2 separate regions of the Zea mays genome follow, and region 2 is linked to region 1. The links are chromatin contacts, called in public Hi-C maps. All regions are on one chromosome and are shown on one strand. Each heading gives the region's core, a stretch centred on a gene start, on an enhancer-like site or on the middle of the called end of the contact. The rest is flanking DNA. Distances are from core to core; before and after follow the strand shown.

What was found. A called contact is a pair of places that touch in the nucleus more often than the background predicts.
Region 2: a contact with region 1 is called in a Hi-C map of ear, with 5 times the contacts expected there. The contact joins the promoter of LOC103643660 here to the promoter of LOC100382177 in region 1. A contact is called at or near these places in 2 of 25 Hi-C or Micro-C datasets (ear and tassel).

The regions. Positions count from the first base shown.
Region 1 is chr1:253,987,731-253,994,463 of Zm-B73-REFERENCE-NAM-5.0, reverse strand. It overlaps LOC100382177, which reads left to right and starts at 4,964. Exons shown (of 2, transcript NM_001174937.1): 1 at 4,964-5,786. The coding sequence starts at 5,085.
Region 2 is chr1:254,173,252-254,180,366 of Zm-B73-REFERENCE-NAM-5.0, reverse strand. LOC103643660 (factor of DNA methylation 1) reads right to left here and starts at 4,386. Exons shown (of 7, transcript XM_020546804.3): 1 at 3,988-4,386; 2 at 2,392-3,285; 3 at 2,017-2,195; 4 at 1,799-1,888; 5 at 1,446-1,730; 6 at 1,156-1,359. The coding sequence starts at 4,198. It overlaps LOC100193634 (60S ribosomal protein L24-2), which reads right to left. Exons shown (of 6, transcript NM_001138733.2): 2 at 6,987-7,025; 3 at 6,734-6,809; 4 at 6,551-6,652; 5 at 5,834-5,982; 6 at 5,296-5,665. The coding sequence starts at 6,997. The coding sequence ends at 5,518.

The DNA.
Region 1 (6,733 bases), core at 3,715-6,214:
GCCTGCATTTGGCTCGAGCATGGAACTAGGCCAACCATCGCAAAAAGGGGTCCACCCTAAATCTGCGAACACAACACATCCATGAGGTAATCCCCCGAGCAATCATCATGGATCACTCAGGGGCTACATCTAGCAGATGCACTTGCGCACGTCAAAGATCTCGACTCCCAGCAAGAAAGCCTTCAAGCAACTTCAAAAAGTTACTCAAAGGCTTGGGGATGCTAATGGATCCCTAGGAACGGGGTAACCAAAGTTGGCCCATTACTTGTGGTGGCCCACCGGGGCAAAGAGCCACGAGAATCAGATCGACCAACTGCCGCCGAGCAACTGAGCGAGGCGGGCGGACTGACCAACTCCTGCCGAGTAACTCTTCAAGGCTGACAAGACCGACCAATTCCCGCTGAGCAAATCTACGAGTCAGATAAGACCGACTGACTCCTGTCGAGTAACTATGCGAGGCGGACAAACCGAGCAACTCCCACAAAGCAACTCTGCAAAGCGAAGACATGAAGACCCACAATAGGGACCAATGCATTTTGGACCCTAGTTCCACAACCCTCTGTCACGCGTCAGGTAGGCGCACACATGTACCCGCTTAGTATAAAAATGAGGCAGACACTTCTGACCCACACCAGCCATGATAAGTCACATCACCACCAAATAGTGTCTTAAGTGACACCACGACACGCTAGGGGAGTGATGGAGAGTCTCCATTAATGGGAGAGAGTTCAAGCTAGCTCTCCCGCCGAACATAAATTCTACATTGTCCCGGGTTCCCGAAACCACGATAGTACCTATAGATAAAAATAATCTAAAATAAGTTCTGTTATATTTGATCTATTATCATATTCGTGTCCTCTCATTTATCTATTATAAAATCAAGATTTTTCAATTTATTTTATAAAACATCAAATAATATTTGCCTTATTATATTATTTATATTTAGGAAACTCATAAATTTGGGACCTAATATTTTTGGGGCCTGTGTCGTCACCCTAGTTATATCAGGCATTAGATGGGTCCAATACCCACCTATCATAAAGTTTGGATTGCTCACCACGATGACGATATGCCTAGGGAATAGTGCGGCGTGTAGGTAGGGGTGGTAATGGATCACGATCCAAATGTCCCTTCACGAAAAGTTAGGACCTTTAAATAATGTTAGTTCAAAAATGAATAGGAATAAGGTTGGGTCATAATCTGATTCGATCTTTAAAGTGTGTAGTGTAAAATCTAGAGCCCATTATGACTCATACGTGTAGGTTACACAGATGAAAACTAGATGCTCATCCCCAACGCCAAAACAATGGTTTGTTGTGTCTTTGTTGCGCGTGTAAACCGGATTTCTCATGGAGGAAACTATTTCCCCCCTCTTTCTCATTAATTTTATTGCCATGTTACTAAATTACTTATGTGGTAGCTAAATTAATGCTATAGAAACTAGATGACGTACATGGTTGAGACTGGTGTTAGGCATGAGATGTTGGCTTGAGCACCAAGGTACGAAGCTAGGTTTGACCTTTAAAAATTCACATAGTACCTGTTTGGTTGCTAGCATCCTAAGCGCCTGATTGAGGCAGGCCTGCATCGGTTGCGATGGAGAATTCTTAGTTCCCCACGCATGCAAGCCAGCGAGGTAAAAAGCCATGGCCGCGCACAGGTGCGCGCAGGCTCGGTCGCTCACGTGCAGCCAACCAAGCACAGGCCCAAGTGCGGTCAACGCATGCACGGGGTCTATGCATGGAGGCCCAACCAACCAATCATACAGATAGGCACCAGAAAGTTTGACATATGCATCTTTTGATTGCATATAACATGCATGTGGTTAGGTTCACACACACCTGGATGTAATCGAATCGCTGCACCTCTTATTTGACTAACTGCAAATGGTTAATCAAGTGTGTGCTTTAGATTAGTTTGCAAAATGAATCCTTACGGAACAGAGTAATATTGACTTATACAACTTAAAAGTAAAGATCTATTGCACATAGCTATTTCTACATATCTTGATCCAATTATTGTTGCCAGCTTACCTTTAATTTTATTTATCCTTCGTAACCTTGGAATGTTAATTATATGTTAGTCATTATATGGTTGAATAAGTCTTGCCACGTAGCATTAAATATATATGGTTGGATGTCTTACTTCCTCCATCCCAAAATTAAAAATCATTTTAAATAATTAATAAATTTATATGACACTTAATGTATGTGGTTTATATATGTGTTTAGATTCATCATCATCTAGTTGGATATAAATATAAAAATAAAGAGATAAAACAAATACTATTTTAAGAGAGAGGAAGTATTATATACAATGAAATACTTAGGAATTGTTAAACCTTATTGCAGGTTAAGGATTGAGATTTATTTCTATTCATTTTTAAATTTTTTAACTAAACTTAATTAATTACTTACAAAAATCGTGATCATCCCTAATTGTGTGTGAGCATGTTCTGTACGTGGAGTTCTATACTGCACGTGCAAATGGTACAAAAAAATTGATGTACAAAAATGTTATGGCAAAAGATATGTTCAATGTCAAAAAATGGCACGGTTAAAAAAATCTATTAAGAAAACCACTTTAAGACCGTTCGGTTCTTAGAGAACCATTGACTAGTACCATTTATAACCGGATTATTTATCTAATTTATATGAGATTTGATCAGCTAGAATAATATCTAGATAGATTCCTCGAAAAAACGAACAAGGCCTTAATATGCTTTTGGTGTTACACATGAAAAAAAATTAGAGCATCTCCAACAAAATATTTTAAAATAGTGTCCCAAAAATTAAAATTCTACAACACTTAACATATTTAGGGCACTAAAACAAACTGTCAACAGTTATGCCCTAAATCATGTATTTTGGGAAGTAAACTATACTGTTCGGAAAAAATATCGAGAATGATGAAAAAAGAATGATATGACACTAACATGAGGTATAGTATATTTGAGTCACTTTATGGTGTGCCCTATATTTTTTTGGAATAAATTTACATAAACCTCTTATCTTTAGTGTGTGGTCTACTTTACATCATAATATTCAAAACTGATTGTTTAACCCTGTCAGCTTTACAAACAAGACAAATTGCCACTAGACATTTTTAGTTGGTGGTTTTGATAACTTGCCACTGATTTAAGTGACAATAGTTTTGCCTTTTTCAATTATATCATTTAATAGTATCCAAAACTGATATAATTTTAAAAACAGTAATTAGATATTATGTCTGCCCATGTTTTTCTGAAATTTTAGGAGTAACAGATTAATTACTAAAAATTAAAAACTAAATAAGAAACTTAATATTTTTTCTCTGATTTATTTCTTATCTTGTGAGGCTATTTTTTTACTAAAGATAAATAGTACTATAACTAAACTGCTAATTGTTTGTTGATTTTATTAAACAAGTTAAGTATTCTTTCTTCTAACTACTAACTAAATCAATTTTACATTTATTTTTTATAAACACTTAACAAACAATAATAAAATAATATCCAATTGTTACATAAACTTTCTCTCACCTAAAATAACATATAAAATATTTCTATATTTTTTCGAGAACTTTATATAGGTTTAAATTTAATATTCTCTGAAAATTCTAGAAATATTTGTATATATTAGTTTAGTTAAGAAAAGGTCTTTGTAAAAATTGGATATCATTTTATTACTGTTTGCTAAGTGTTTCTAAAAAGACAAATGGAAAATTAATTTAGTTAGTATTATAAGAAAGACTACTTAACTTGATTAATAAAATCAACAAAAATTCCAGTTGTTTTAATAGTGTTATTTAGCTTTAGTAAAAATTTTAGTCTCAGAAGATAAAAAATGAATCGAAGAAAAAAAATATTAAGTTCTTTTTATATAATTTTTTCTTTTTATCAATTAAGTTGTTACTTATAAAATTTTAGAAAAAATAGGGCATATATAATATCTAATTACTTGTTTTTGTGTAAAATTATTTAAATTTTGAATATTATTAGATGAAAGAATTAAAAAAGACAAAACTGTTGTCACTTAAGTGAATGTCATGTCATTAAAACCAACAACTAAAACTGTACAATGGTTATTTATCTGGTTTTGCAAAGCTGAGAGGATTAAACAATTGATTTTGAAGATGGGGTAAAGTAGACCACACTAAATATCATGGGTTATGTAAACTTATTCCTATATTTTTCTGACAAAAACCTATAAAATAGAGCACGGTTAGAGCTATTTTTTATAATTAGAGTCCTATTTTTAAAAATAGGATACTGATTCAAACTTTACCACGGCTTTGTCTATTTCATTGGGCTATATCTATATCTTACCCTAGTTCAAACTTTATAAAAACTCACTCAACCAAATTACTTCGCACTCATAACTTCCAATAAATTTACCAAATAAATTGTACCCAGCTGTAACACAATAATAATTAATGGTTTAGATCGTTGTATAATCTCATCTTCCTTTCTTACTTAAATTTAATAAATAATATTATTTGAATTATCTCTCAACTCTTACTCTTTCCTACGATCTCGATACCATCAATCCCTTCCCTTCTCTCTTCTCGCTAGATTCGTAACGTTAGTACGTGATATATAATAGTATAGCGGTCTCGTCATCCGTATACATACAAACAAATACTGAATTGTTATCTTGGAGGCTCGCGCGAGGCATGCGCAAAAATAAATACCCTCCTTGAGACACTAGGTCAAAGGATTTTAGTATCTTACCGGTGGTGTAGTAGAATAGTACTCATCAATAGTACAATAAGTACAAGGACATTATTGTTCTTATTTTGCATCCGATGGCGCCGGTGTGTATATATGTGTGTCGTCTCCCGCTTCGTCGACGACACGCTGCAAACTTGTCCCATCCCTAGCAACAAAAAAAGAAAAGAAAATGGACATCAAGATCCCGTTGATTGTGGTAGCCTTCGTTATTCTCCTCCTCCTCTGCAGCAGGCTCATCAGGGGCTACACGAAGCCATCATCAGCGGCAGCGCTTCGCCTGCCATCAGGGCCATGGCAGCTGCCGCTCATCGGCAGCCTGCACCACCTCCTGCTGTCGCGCTTCAGCGACCTGCCCCACCGGGCGCTGCGCGAGATGTCCGGAACCTACGGGCCGCTCATGATGCTCCGCTTCGGCGCCGTGCCCACGCTGGTGGTCTCCTCCGCCGAGGCCGCCAGGGAGGTGATGAGGACGCACGACCTCGCCTTCTGCGACCGCAGCCTGACCGTCACCTTCGACACCATCAGCTGTGGGGGCAAGGACCTCATCTTCTCCCCCTACAACGCCCACTGGCGCGAGCTCCGCAAGCTGTGCATGCTCGAGCTCTTCAGCCAGCGCCGCGTGCTCACGTTCCGGGGCATCCGGGAGCAGGAGGTGGCGCACCTCCTGCGCTCCGTCTCCGGGGAGTCCGCCGACGGCCGGCCCGTCAACCTCAGCGAGGGGATCTGCCGCATGATCAACGACATCGCCGCGCGCACGGTCGTCGGCAACCGGTGTAAGTACCGGGACGAGTACATGCGCGAGCTGGACGAAGTGGTGCGGCTGGCCGGCGGGTTCAACCTGGCGGACCTGTACCCGTCCTCGCGGCTGGTGCGCCGGTTCAGCGCCGCCGCGAGGGACGCCAGGAGGTGCCAGAGGAACATGTACCGCATCATCCAGAGCATCATCGAGGAGCGTGAAGCCATGCCGACGCCGGAGCGTGACGAGGAGGACCTTCTCGCTGTCCTCTTGAGGCTGCAGAAAGAAGGTGGCCTGCAGTTTGCTCTCACCAACGAGATAGTCAGCGCCGTCATTTTCGTAAGATTGGCTTACTTTAATTACGTTAAACACACGACACTTATTCAAAAACTCAAGGCATATTATGTTTCCTTCTTTAAACTAACCTGTTCTAATTTAATTAGCATCACACATGCAAACAAAAAAAATTAAAACAGTAAACATTAGTAACTCATGTTTAACACCTATATACAACAATGAAAAAATAAAAATAACTATCCTTTTCCTATAAAATATTTTGATTTATTTCCGACCGCAATATGGATACTTTATTTATGTTTATACGGTACGATCGTGAATATATATATATATATATGAAGCTCCCGACTTCTAAATTGTACTGAAAGTTCTGACCGACCACCCTTGTGATCTGGTTGGACCATACTGGCGCGTGCAACAGGTCAAACCTCTCCCTTGCGCGTTAGTCAAACTCCCGGTCCAACATCGCAATATGGATACTTTAATTACGTTTATACTGTACGATCACGAAGATATATATACATATATAGTTGGTATATTAGAAGCATTGAGCTACCAATAGTTAGAGAAAGCCCTGATCGATCACTCCTGCGACCTGACTGGATCAAGCCGACGTGTCCACCCACACCCCAAGTCAGGCTATCGGGTGCGCCCCCACTATATGTCTGTGTACATAAAATTTAGGAAAGCATGCATGAGTAAAACATGTTTCCCTGCATGCGCGTAAATTTAGGAAAAAATGTATGATAATTTCTATTTTTAAATGTTTTATTTTCTCCATAAATATAGGATCGTTGCAACAGCTATGCAACTAGACTCGTCAGGACCAGTTTATGATATATACTTATACTAATATTCTACACTGTGTAGATATTTATGCAATTCGGTACACTGCGTAAAAATCTGATATCATTAACTATTACACAAAAACCTCGTCATGTGCAAGTTTAACGGATCCTCATGGGGAACAGGGTTGGAGAATACTTCCC
Region 2 (7,115 bases), core at 3,137-5,636, 190 kb before region 1:
GCTGTCGGTGCTGCTGGGATCTTGCTGACGTCTCCTTGCTTCCGTAGGGGGCTGAGAACCACCGTCGTCATGGAGGCACGCGGCGAGCCATCATTACTTGTTACCGGGGCGAGCCAGATGGGACGTCGGTCTTGTTCCCCCATGGCCTGAGCTAGCTAGGGGTAGGGTAATGATGTATCCCCCGTGGCGCGGTCGGTCCGAGCCCAAGGTCGGGCGAGGCGGAGACTTCTCCTGAGGCCGAGGCCGGGGTCGGGTGAGGACGTGATTCCTCCCGAGGCCGAGGTTGAGGCCGAGCCCTGGGGTCGGGCGAGGCGGAGATCACCTTCCGAGGCCGAGGTTGAGGCCGAGCCCTGGGGTCGGGCGAGGCGGAGCTTCCTGTTGCGCTCGAGGCTGAACTCGGCTGTTGTCAGCCTCACCCTGGTGGGTGGCACAGCAGTCGGAGTGAGGCGAGCGGTGCTGTTTTCCTGTCAGGTCGGTCAGCGAAAGGGTGAAGTGACTGCGGTCACTTCGACCTTGCCGACTGAGGCACGTGTGTCAGGATAAGGTGTCAGGCGATCCTCGCATTGAATGCGCCTGCGATACGGTCGGTTGGTGAGGTGATTTGGCCAAGGTTGCTTCACAACGAAGCCTGCCTGAGCTGGGCTTCGGGCGAGTCGAGGGCGCGCCCGTCGCTTGAGGAGGCCCTCGGGCGAGGCGTGAATTCATCCGGGACTACTGTTCCCGCCCAAGCCCAGCCTCGGGCGAGGCGAGATCGCGTCCCTTGGTAGACGAGGCCTTGACCTGAACCGCGTCCATTGGTCTTTGCGGTTTGTGCTGATGGTGGTTACCAGCCGTGTTTAGGAGTGTTGGGGATACCCCTAATTACGGTACCCGACACATAGATTAATTAATTAATGAAAGTTTAGTCTAAAACGAAATATATTTTGGGACAGAGGGAGTACAATTAAATGAAAATATGCATCGATTTGACCCCCAAAAATTCCAGAACCTTATATTGTCATTAATTATTGTCAATCTGATATTGCCATTAATTATTTTCCAGTTCTTTATGCAATCAACAAGTAAACCAGCTGCTGCTACCCATTTTCAAACCACCGCAAGAAACTACACAAAAAGGGATAATGAGACAGTATCGAGCCGTGAGGAATGAAGCACCTTTGCCTGTCCACCAACATCTATAACTTTGAAAGGATGCCATTCTGGTTGCCTGATCTCATCTTCCCATTTCGAGCACAGAATTGACAATGACAACTCGTCTGCTGTTTTCTCTTTGCAAGAGACAATGAAAGCTTTCTTGTCAAGCTCACCCATTTTTTTGACACCAACAATGGATCGAGCTGATGACATATTAAGTAGGTCCTACATAGCAAGTAAATTGTGCTCAGAGAAAGAAAAAAAAGGAACAATTGACTGAAGAAGCTGAGTCGCTAGTATAGAGCTTATACAGTAGTCAGTTCTTTCTTGGCTTCTTCCAGCTCATCATTGGTTCTTCGTTGCTTAATAATAAGGGTCTGGTTTATAGAATCAATATGATCCATTTCTTCATCTTTCTCTTTCAGTGCTTCATGCAACTTATCGAGCATTTCCTTCGATTTTGCATCTTCCTTTCCCATATGCTTCCATACCTCAAGATTCCCCCTCAACTGTTCTCTTTCCAGTTCAAGTTTTTGTTTGGAAGCCAACTGCATTTCTAAATCATATAGCATCTTCCTGACATTTTCTTTCTCTTGCTGCAGTTTTTTGCCAGTTAGAAGGAATTTTCACCATATAAATGCACAAAATAGTGGGAATGCAATACCTCTTGTTCCTTTACAAGTTTTAAGAACTTCTCATCTTCTTCCTTCTTCTTTAGGGTTGCTAAATCGAGAAGCCTGTTCTCCTTTGCAATCTGTAAGAGCATTTAATAGCATACATATGAACAAATATACTATTGAATAAGAAACAGATGAAAGCTTTGTGATAAAACCAGGAAATCAGGAACATCCAACAGTATTGAAAAACATAACGAGGACCTACCTCTTCTTTTGCCGCTTCAAGCTTTTCTCTGTTAGTACTGTTCATAACCAACTTCTCAAGTTCCTCGTGTCTCCTGCCAATTTCTTTTTTCTTGGTTTCCAGTTCTTTATGCAATCTAATATTGTCATTAATTATTTTCCAAGAATTTCGACGAGCATCTTTCTGCATATTTAGTATCCCTGGTGATCAAAGGAGCAAAACAAACTCAGCAATTTCAGAGAACACATGACCACAATATGCTGCATCCAAGTATATTTAGCCATTCAGATTTTGTGTTCCAAATTTCCACATAAAGAAAACATGTAATACAATTCAGTAATTAGTATTCTATATATGATGTAAAAACGAGTGCAAGACCAAAATATCTGTACATACTTTCATTGTGCTCTTCAACCAATCGATCATTCTCCTCCAACATCCTATCAAGTTTCATTGCATTCTGATTGTTCTTCAGCTCCAGTTCACTCATATGTTTATTTGTTGCGTCAATTTGGCGAGCATAATGAGCTACACGCTCGCCAGTTTCTTTCAGACCCTCTCGTTCCAGGTCACCAACACTTCTAAGATTTCCATTTTTCCTTAGATACTCCCCAATTGGCTCAGGTGAGTTGTAATCATCTGTTTTTGCAAGCCATCCATAAAGGTCGTCCTTTCTGCAATTTCTTTTTTTCCAATCAGGCTTACTGTACTGCTCGAGTACAAAATGATTTTCAAAAGCCATTGCATCCTTAAATCCACTCCAATCCTTAGCAAACTTGACGATAGCGCAAAACTGTTGGTTCTTTCCATCCCTAAGGGTTGTGGCTTGGAGGGGTCTGAACCGCGAGAACTGTGCTGTTAGCCTTTCTTCACTTTCCCTGGAACATTCTTTGCCTTTGAACTCACACTGCAAATTAACCACAATGCCCATCCATGGCCACACAAAGATCTCTTCATCCTTTGGAGTTTTTGGCTTGTAGGGAACAATTTGCAATGGTTGCTCCAACGTGCTGGCTATATCCTTCTCCAAGAACATAGCAAGCCCCAGGTGTGATGCCTTCACCTTGGCGCTGCGCTTAGAAGCAGCCCCTATTCCTGTGGCATGCTGCAGTAGATCCTTTAGGTTGTAGTCCTGCCTCTTCTTGCCAGGGCAGAAAGGGCAGCGGAAGGCCTCACCACGCTTCACGTTCAATTTCCCTGCTCGGAGTTGGGCACAAATCTCCTCCTTGTGCTCAGCAATATCTGAATCGCTAATGTCTGAATCTTCTGCAGAGCTATGTTCCATTGGAACTGGAGAAATGGGACAAAATCCTATGGGTGAACACATGGAAAAGCGGGCGGCATTACCTACTGACTAAACAATAGTAACTGACAAATATAACACTGTCAGCTGGACATCAAATGAAACATTACTGTAGGAAGTTTGCAACTGGATCCAGCAACATTAGGGAGCAATTTCATTTTCTTCTTAGACCAATCAACTTCCTACTTCTTTGTACGGTGTAGATTTTGGTGATTTGGACATCACATCATTTACCGGATTAAAAAAGTTGCTTAACTGCTCAGAATGTGGGGAATCTTACACGTATCTCCCACTCATCAAATGGTGAATCCGCGCTGTCTAGCGCTAAAAATATCAGTTCAGTTTGAAGGATGACAGCAGAATCTATGTACAACGAGTGATTTGGAGACTTATTCATAAACCGTATTTCTACAAGAGACTTGGTCCCATCCCATTTTCGATTCCGGATGCACACTAGTCCCATTTCCGAATCATTCTTTTGGAAACAAGTGAAACGCAGATTCAAGGTGTCGAGTCACTTGGGTACTCACCGGACCAGGAAAGGAGACGATACTTTTTTTTGCAAAACGATCGAAGTTATTAGCCATAATACATGCATATATGCACTTGTAATTAGATCAATGGTAAGTTAGGGTTTGAGTACTCGGTTTCGAACAGCAGAAAAGGAAAGACCAATGGGCTGGGCGTACCTGGTGGTGCTCCTCGCCGGCGTACGGGCCGAACAAGAGCTGGGCACCTGGCACCTGCCGTAGGCGTAGGGCGGCAGCGACCTAGACACCTGGCGTAGTCGTAGTAGAGACTAGAGAAAGACTGGCTATCCGCACTTATATTACTCTGACATGTTTGGTTCGGTGTGAACCAGGGATGAGATAAGATCAACCTTGAATTGACATTGTCCATTATTTTTTGAGTGCTGGCTCCATCCACTATTTTTTAAAAATATTGCTTGAATCTAACTTTGGACCTTCAAACCAAACACATGTCAAGTTAAAATGATCACATCTCATCTATTTTCATTCTTTCTCGTCCCTACATCCAAACACTACCTAAATTTCTATCCTGACAAAATTATTTTGGCCTTGTCATTAAAATTCTCTATTCTATATCACAATCATCTATAGTCATGTTTACTCTCTATATTAACTTTATACCAACTATCATATGTTATATCACTTCTTTTCGATTCTTTTTTATTTCCTACTCAACTAACTCCTAGTGTCGCATTTGTCTACAGTTGGCCCTCTCTCGTTTGCAGTACGCACTCTTGGAATGGCGTTGTTGGTGGCCTCCTTTAATTTACAGTGCTTGGGGAATTACACCGCTGCAGCACTTTCCTACTACATATTTAACTCTATGTTCGGTGGCCCACATGACGCTGGATTGAGAAATTCAGTAGCCTTGGGAGAAATTGCTCAACACCGCTACTGAATTTCTACCAACGCTACTGAATTTGGATTTGATAAAGGGGCGCTCTATCAATTTAGTAAATTCGGGAACAAATCCATCGTTTTGATATCGAAGATCTATAGAGTACTGTAGAGCTGCTGGAGGAAAAAAATTTCATCTGATTTTTTATAAATCTCTAAAATAGTCGCTAAGCTCTTGTGCAGTCGCTGAGTCCTCACTTTATGTTACCAGCTATCCAAACGGCAGTTTTTCCAATAGCAGATGTGGAATGCTCCGGACCTTTATTTCAATGGTTTTCGTTCTAAAACCTGACATTCCAAACAGCTTATTACTCTTATCTCTCGTTTCAAACTCAATGCATCATAGCCTAAGCGGAGGGACCATCTTCGATCTAGATGCAGCAGTGTCTATACCGGGCATGGAGACGAGCATACCCCACGGCAGAATAGACCGTTTCTGCCGGCATGGAGACGAGCCAGGTCCAGAGCCCCCAACCAAACATCCTATAGCAGATCATTCGGTTTCACTGAGGCACCAGCACCGAGCCAGGATGGCGCGGGCATATCAGCCTTGTCTAACCAAACACAGCTGAGAAACAAAGCAAACCATCATCCAAGCTGAGGAAAGCATATGAACATTTCACCCAATATAAAGATAAATAAACTCAACTCTCTTGAGATGGAACTCAAAACCCACAAACAACTCTGAAAGAAAATGCAAAATTAACCGAGGTACTACAAAAGTGGCGTTGGTGCAACAAGGTGGGCTATGGAGGAGCAATTGCAAGGTCAAGGAACGACACTTAGGTTCTTTCAGCGCTTGCCACCGCCACCACCCAACTTGGGGCCCTTGGAACCCTTCTGGACCGCTCCCTTCGTCTGTGCCTTCTGGGACTTGGTCACCTCAGCCTTTTTCGCCTTCTTCTCATCCTTGGTCTTCTTGATGCGCTCCTTGATCTCACTGCAAAGGTGTCAGTGGGTGTTCAAATGAGCCTGATATCAAGCATCTGTATCTATTGTGTTTCTGTTAAATGTCACTCAGAGATTTTGTTGGTTAGGCCAACAGACAGTTACCACTGTCATAGGCACAAATGATGGCTTTATTTTATTATAAAATCGACAAGCATACCGAAGAGCAGCTTCTCTAGCAGCATCGCGGACCTCGGGCTTCTCAGCCCTCTTCTTCTGGATCACCTCTAGGGAAGCACCCACAATGGACCTCGAGTATGGCTTCTTGGTGGCGCGGCGCCTCTTCTTGACAGCCTCAGCATGGATATCCTACAGACAGAAATGGCTAATACATGTAAAAGGTTCTAGACTTTTAGCGCCATAATAAGTGTGGCGAGAGTAATTGTTGTTGCAAAGATTTATTCAGATGTCATGCATCAGATAGATGGATACAGAGGCAATGATGAAGGATTATATAACAAAGCATGCAAAAATCACATGATTCAGAAGACAGCTAACTATATTGGCTAACATCAAATGTACATTAACACTGCTAGGTAAGCTAGTTAATGTTATACATCTGCATCTGCATATAAATACAGAAGTTAACATATTAATCACAATCCAGAATGGTGATAAATTATACAAAGCGAAGGTTTACTGTAATCCTGGTCTTAGCTTAATATGACTTGAAAAATCATTAAAATCATTTCATTCAAGAAAACATTAAATTCAACAACTATCAAACTTTGAGTATATCATCTCATCTCTACCCAGATGGTTGAAATATTTAGCTCATACAAGAAAAGCTGTAGCTAATATATAACCAAAAAAGCATGGAATCACAAGAGAAGTGAATGGATGACATTCTTAAAGTTGACTGGGAAATATCACATACCTTCTTGTGCTGCTTCCTGTACATTGCTGTCCAGGTAAGCTTTGCAGGCTTCAGGCGGTTGTGGAAGTAGCGCTTGCATTTTGAGTTGGCAAAAAGGAAAACCTATAAAACATATGTAGTTTCTTTCCATAAGAAGATTTTATAATCTTAGACATCTCTTACAAAAATATGATAGCTAGTAACCTGAGAATCAGCACGGATAAATCGGATGCCTTTCCCAGGATAAATCTTCTGGCCGCTGAAGCGGCAGAGTTCTGTCCTGCAAGGATATGATCATACTTAGAACAATTTTGAGATCAGTAACTCTTGCTAATAACATTTCTTAGAATAGTCATTAATCAGTCACATAAAATATCCTAATCATGCAGAAAAGGAAAGGCATTGACTAACCAGATCTAATAATATTTCAATTGCAATAAAAGATGCAGAAACTTACTTCAGCACCATCTTCTCAGCTTCAAGAAACCTTCACCAACTACATATTTTACATCAAACAAAGAAAGAAAATCAGAATTGATGATTTGTATGGTTGATGATGCAACTAAGTACAAAACCTGAGAGGTCA